Linked DNA regions of Mus musculus: region 2 is linked to region 1. The links are chromatin contacts, called in public Hi-C maps. All regions are on one chromosome and are shown on one strand. The core of a region is the stretch at or near the end of the contact, and the rest is flanking DNA. Distances in the headings are between cores, read along the strand shown.

Region 1 (3,220 bases), core at 496-2,995:
CTGCAGCTCCAGAAATTACTCAAGGGTAAGACACTCATAAAGAGCATGAATTTGCACACAGCTGTCTAGCCTGCCCTCTTGCCTAGCACTGTGTGCTGCCAGTGTGAGTTCCTAAGGTTCTCCAGTTCCCCATCAGAAAGACACTTTTCCAAACAGCTAGTTGATGAGCTACAGGACGAGAGTTGTCCAAAGGAGGCAGATGAAGGGACCTCCTCAAGCAGCCAAGATCGAGGGAAGTCCTCACTTAGAGATGATGAAATCAGAGCAGGCGTGAGGAATCAGCCCCCACCTAGCCCAGCAGCAGTGCTCTGCATAGAGACTCCAGGGTCAGCTGCAGCAGCAACTTCCTAAGTGAGGCTCAGCCCACCACCTACCAGCGTGACTGACTCCCTTTCTGCCAATTCACCTGTTCTGATTACAGCCACAGAGAACAAGGCACTTTTGCTGTATTGACAAGGGCAAGGACACTTGAAATAAGCACTCAGCCAGATGTTGGCTGTTTGGATTTTTAAGAGCTGTTAGAAGTGCTTACAGCAGTTAAAAATCACCATCACCTGTAGCCTCATGAGGACTCAGATTCTGACTAAAATAAAATAAAATTGAGCCCCCCAAAACACCAAAAGACCCCCCAAAAACAAACCATCACAGCAAAGAAGCCCCACAGCACCTCTCTAAGCAAAGGTCCCCCACTCCCCAGAGGTACTGATTTTCAGAAAGCTTTTTCATAGAGAGAATTAGAAACCACCACCAATGTTACCCAGCCCAGCCTGAAATTCCTCCAAGATACTGTCATGATGCACTTGGTGGGGGGAGAGAGGGCAGATATGGTAATGTATTTTATTCTTTTATTTTCTCTCTCTCTCTCTCTCTCCCTCCCTCCCTCCCTCCCTCCCTCCCTCCCTCCCTCCTCCCTCCCTCCCCATTCTCTTTCTGTGTGTGAGAGACCATAGTGTGTGTGTGTATATGTATGACCACAGTGTGTGACCAAAGTATGTGTGTGTGTTGGGCTGATAAATTTCTTGAAGGAGTTTAATTCTTTTAAGCTATGTCCTTATATTTAATTAGCAGAAACAGATAATGCACAATTGGCAGACTTAATGGATAGAATCTGGTGGCATACAGAATAAATATTTTAAAAACAAAACACCCCCCCCCCCACCCCGCGCGCGCGCCTTTCCTGAACCCTATCTAATCTAGATACTGGATTCCCAGCCTCTACTGTTCGGTGAGAGGCGAGGCAGGTCTTTCCACACACCCTTCACACCATCACTATCGCTCCCCTCCCCCATGGTCCTCCTCTTTAAGCTCCTGGTCTCTGGTCCTCATCCATAATCGGTTCTCCCGCCCGCCAGCCACCAGTACCCCCAAAACAGCAGCAGAAACAAGCTTTTAATTGTTTGCCCCAGCACTACTGCGTGTCCCCCATGCAATGGGCAACAAGTGTGATCAGGGCCACCGTGCAACCTGCTTGAGGGCTACTCTCTAGGGCTGACCCTCCTCTCTGGAAACTGTCTTAAGCTGCGCCAAACCAACACCCGAGGGAGGCAAACGCAAAAACCCCAGGCACCAGCGGAAAAGCGCAAGACGGAGCCAGGAATGTATGCGTGCTGGGGTTGAGGTCACCAAGCCCGAATCACATCCAACCCACAGAATGGAGAGGAAGATGAGAAGCTAGGGGACCTGCGTTGCCCTCCCGGGAGAGCGTGCGCGGGCCAGGATGGATGCCCAGGGTCTCACCTCCTGCAGTATAGCCGGGTCTCTCCCGCGAGGCGCTGGCAAGCATGAGGCATGCAGCATTCAAAATGTTTGTTTGTTTGTTTGTTTTAACACAGACTTGGTGCTTTTTTCTTTTCTTTCTCTCTCTCTCTCTGTTTTCTTTTCTTTTCTCTTTCTTTCCTTCTTTCCTTCTTTCTTTCTTTCTTTCTTTCCTCTTTTCTTTTTCTTTCTTTCTTTTTTTTTTCTTTTTTGTTTTTACCAACACGCCATTGTACTCACTCCTTATTCCAAGACGGGCTGCGCGCTCCGAGCTGCACGGGTAGGCATTTTCCCCGGCTTTGTTTTACAAGGTGGGGAGAGCGGGGCTGGAGGCGGGAGGGGTATAGAGGGGGGAGCGTGAGAAGAAACGAAATCGCCGGAAGGAGAGGACACCAGCGGTGGCAGGCTGGGCAGAGGGCGAGGCCGAGGCCAAGTTGGGATCGGACGACGACGCCCCCGCGCGCGATGGGTCACCCCGATTGCGTGGCCGCCTGGGGTCCCGCGCGGGCCCTGGGTGCGCTCGGCCCTTGGCTCCGTGCGCTCGGCCGGCGGCTGGGCTCTGCCCCGGGGCTCAGCGAGGGGGTGATCACTGCAGCCCGTGCGGCCGAGCACCCGGGTGTCTTTGTGCCGCGGCCCTGTGCAGCCCCTCTCCGCATGTCTTTGTGAGGCGCCCCGCCTGGCTCGAGCCCCGCCGGGCGCCCGCAAGGTGGGGGTGTGGCCCGGGGTGGCCCGCCTGGCCCGTAGCACCACTCTCCCCTCGCCTCGCCGCTCTTCCCTCCTTTCCGAACTCCCTCCTCCTGCTCCTGCGGTGTCCCCGCCCGGGCTCGCCTCCCCGCACACCCCTCCCAGCCCTATGCGCGTCCGCGTCGCCCCAGCTGCCAATGCGTCCTCCCCGCAGCGCCCTCGGCCTGCCTCCCGCTCGAGCCTCACCTGCACCCATCACCCAGCGTCCTCCTGCCACCTCTTGCTCTAGCTGTCATGCATGCGTCTTCCATGCCTTCCCGAATCCAGTCCGGGTGTCAAGAGAGACCCCAGATCTCTACAGGTGAGTATCTTCCTCGCTAGCGCCCCTCCACCAGGGTGGCACAGAGATACCATCCCGCTGCCTTGTGAGCCTCAGAGTGGGGACTGCAAGAGTATGGTGCCAGCTGTTCCAGGCTACACTGGGGAAGGGTTAAGCAATAGTCACAGCACTCTCAGGGCTGCTTGATTTGGGCCTGGAGTTCCTGAATCCGAAAGGAACTGTATGACTGAGTCAGGGGAGGATGGAGGGAAACAGACTACATTCTCTGGAACAACCTGCCATCCCATCCCAAGGCTGATGCTAAGGATGCTGAATGCTGTGGGCGTGGGCAGATTTTGTGGGGCTGGAAGACACCAGCCCTCAGGCTGAACTCGTTGGCCAGCCCCTCCCCAGCACTTGGAGAACCCCAGCTTGGGCGACTCTATCCAGACACCTTGGCTG
Region 2 (3,220 bases), core at 288-2,787, 88 kb after region 1:
GACATGTGGAGTTGGTAAATATTCTACTCAGCTACATGATGACAGAAACAGACTATCTTATCATTTACTATGTTCCCAAGGCCTAGGATATGTAATGGATACTTGATATATTTTTACTGAATTAATAGATGTAGAGAGGGTGAGAGAAAAAAAGACCTATAAGAAAAGAACAAGTTATTGTAAAGAAAGGTCTAATCCCAGAGCTGGGGTTATAGTACAGGTGGTGGAATACTTGCATATCCAGTGCAGTGCCCTGGGTTCTATCCCCAGCTCCTTGTAAACTGGCCATCCAGCGCAGGCCTAGAAGTCCAGGACTCAGGAGGCAAAAGGAAAATGATCAGAAGTTCAAAGTCATCACTGGTTAAGTAGTAAGTTCCAGGGCAGCCTGAGCCCTGCTTCAAAGAGTAAAGAAAGACAAAATGTAAAAGCAAAAGAAATATGCGTGCCAGCCTCATGGGTCAGTGAGGGGGGTTAAGTACCCTCTGAAGCACGCTGTTTCCATTACTCCCTGGCACATCGATAACACCCCTACCCTGTAATTCTAGCAGAGTTTCCGCTCAAATTCCAGGAGCTTGATGTTTATAAAGCAAATAAATAAGCGTTCCACTTCATTAAGATCTCCATAAGACATGGAGGGTACAATCTAACGCTTTGCTTTGCAGCCAACAATAAACTGGAGCAACGGCAACCGCAGAAAACATTTTTGAGCGAGGCATCCGTCCAGGAAACAGGAATCAACAGACATGAGAAGGGAGAGGAAAAAAAAGTCACAGAAGCCTGAGTATGGACCTGGAATGACCCACACAAGCAGAGGCGAGAGAGTGAGATGCTGATCAATGTGGGGAGAAACATTCCACGAAGATCTAGAAGGGAGAGGAGAGGGAAGTAGGACTCACCAGGTGACCATGGGTCCTGCTGCAGTCTGGGGTGGGAAGACCCCAGACTCCTCCCAATAAGTAAAAAGGTGGTTTAGCATAAGTGAGGTCCTGCCCTGGGGCTGTTTGAGGTAACTGTCAGATATTTAAGGTGGGAGCAGAAAGCTAGAGTACATAGTAGACTAGCAGCTGTACATATTCTTAATTTGAGTGTTCATTTCCTATGTGGTCCTTTTTCTTTCTTTCTGGGTGGCCCAGGAACACTGATTATCCCAACGCCTATCCTGACTTCTGTATAGTCCTTAATCCTGTAAAATATGTATTCATGTTGATGATCCCAAGTCTTGGCAAGATGTTCTCCTGCTGAATAAATACATGAAGATGAAAACAATGGCAGTACTGGCCATAGAGATCACAGAACGGCTGTTTTAGTTCACACTGTTATTGATATTAGTTTTCACTATTTTCTCCTGCTTGATGTATTCCAGTGATAGTATATTCATTCTGACAAATTGTAATGCTTTAACTACTTCCCCAAAAAGACTTCTGTGTTTTTCAAAGGAGTCTTCAGTACAAATTCTGCTGCCTCAGGGAATGGCACTGAGGAATTCAGGGTCAAGTCAGCCTGCCAAAACCCACATCAACAGAGTCCCCCAGACACCACAAAACAAAGCAGAGAGAAAACAGATGAAGCAGGGAAACAAGCTGACCTCTGCAGGGGCCGCCTGTCTTCCCTTACACTGTGAGGTGCACCTAAAGCAACAAGCAGCTATTGGAGCCCAGGTTGCCAGGAAACAGACGCTTTTCTGCACTCCACAGCGGTCACCAGGAGAAAGCTGACACCTAGGCCTGGAGCAGGGGGTAACTCTTCTCTTGTATTTGTTTTTATTAATTGACAAAAAATGTATTTATCACATTCGGTGAAATGTTCTAAAGTACACACACACATGCACATACTCACACGCATTGTGGGATGGATGGACTGAGCTACATGGATATTATCACATGTAGACAGTAAAGATGTAGGAAAGGAAGCCTTTAGCTCCTGGAGATGGGAAACTAAATTGGGATAGCCATTATGAGAAAGAGTATGGGGGTTCTTTAAATAATTAAAAGCCAAATTATCATAATATTCATATAATCCTTTAATGGACACACACAAACACATGTTAGTGTTTTGTTTAATGAAATAGGTGAGGCAAAAAGATGCATTCAGTGTCTTATTCATTATGTTTTCTTCACAATAGCTATATTACAGAATCAACTGACACGTCCATCCTAGGATCAGAGTATAGATGCCAAAGAAAAATAACCATGTTCATTACTTGTCTCACTGAGAAAAGATACCTAACTTAAGAAAGGAAGGGCTGACTCTGGAACACAGCTGGATGTTGTCCATCAGGGCAGAGAAGTCATGGCAACAGAAACTAAAAACAGCTTGTTACATTGTATCCACTTGGGAAGCAAAGTGCTGAATGTCTGTGCTCAGTACACTTTCCCTTCCTTCCTCCTTCCCTTCTTCCCTTCCTCCCCCCTCTCTCTCTTCCTTCTTTCCTTCCTTCCTTCTTTTTTCTTCCCTTCCTTTCTTCCATTCACTTCCAGGATCCCAACCCAATGGTACTACCCCCATTTAACGCAGGTCTTTCTACCCTACCCCAGTTTACCTAATCAAGATAATCCTTTAGACACCACGAGAGCGCTGTTTCCATGGTGATTTTAAATCCCACCAAGCTGATAATCAAGACTGACCGTCAGCACTTCTCCCCTTGTCAATTTGATATCCAAACCCATTACTCTTAAGCCATAATCTTTCCCCCTAGACTCCTGGCTCTCTCACAATGCAAACTGTTCCGTCCTGCATGAGAAGTCTCCACAGTCTTTAACATTCCAAATCCGTCCAAAAGTGCAGAATCTCTCCTGGGAGCCAGGAAATGTCTTAGCTGTGAGCCCTGTGCATTAACAAGTTACATATACTTCTTCTGTGCATATTGAGGGTACAAGTAATCATCTTCATACAGGAGAAGGGGGGGTATAGCAACTAGAAGCCAGCGAGGGAAAGCACCAAACCCTGCTGTTTAGCATCTTGGGTGGATAAGGAAACAGTCTGAGGCTCAAAGGGCTTGGTGCCTCCACGTGTTCAGCTGCCTGGAGCACATATAGACTCTTTCTTGGGCATCTCTGCTTCCTGCCTGCAGCTTTCTAGGCAAATGTTCCATGGTTCTGGTGTCTGCATTCTCCTTGTCTGAAACCTTAAACGTTCTCACACCTTGTGCCTTGTTGAACTTCGCATTTCCCTTGTCACTTTGCTCCATCTTCTTCTCTCTCTCACTGTAACCCTGGAGGAT

What was found. A called contact is a pair of places that touch in the nucleus more often than the background predicts.
Region 2: a Hi-C map of nephron progenitors shows a contact between it and region 1, with 1.9 times the contacts expected there. The contact joins the enhancer-like site here to the promoter of A430027H14Rik in region 1. A contact is called at or near these places in 1 of 484 Hi-C or Micro-C datasets (nephron progenitors), 2 of 115 datasets of contacts at active chromatin or transcription factors (forebrain and neural progenitor cells) and 3 of 9 other capture datasets (adipose tissue, liver and pancreatic islet).

Annotation. Positions count from the first base shown.
Region 1 is chr1:189,341,306-189,344,525 of GRCm38.p6, forward strand. A430027H14Rik (RIKEN cDNA A430027H14 gene) reads left to right here and starts at 1,746. Exons shown (of 3, transcript NR_165462.1): 1 at 1,746-2,035; 2 at 2,654-2,800; 3 at 3,162-3,220. Kcnk2 (potassium channel, subfamily K, member 2) reads right to left here and starts at 2,048. Exons shown (of 7, transcript NM_001159850.1): 1 at 1,738-2,048. The coding sequence starts at 1,783.
Region 2 is chr1:189,429,119-189,432,338 of GRCm38.p6, forward strand. No RefSeq gene overlaps it. Among named protein-coding and RNA genes, the nearest start is that of Gm46177, 70 kb to the right of the region's middle. Within about 2 kb of position 1,538, at least 23 of the 459 cell types and tissues checked have an H3K27ac peak or open chromatin away from gene starts, as enhancers often do. A contact at or near this core is called in nephron progenitors, where this site is marked.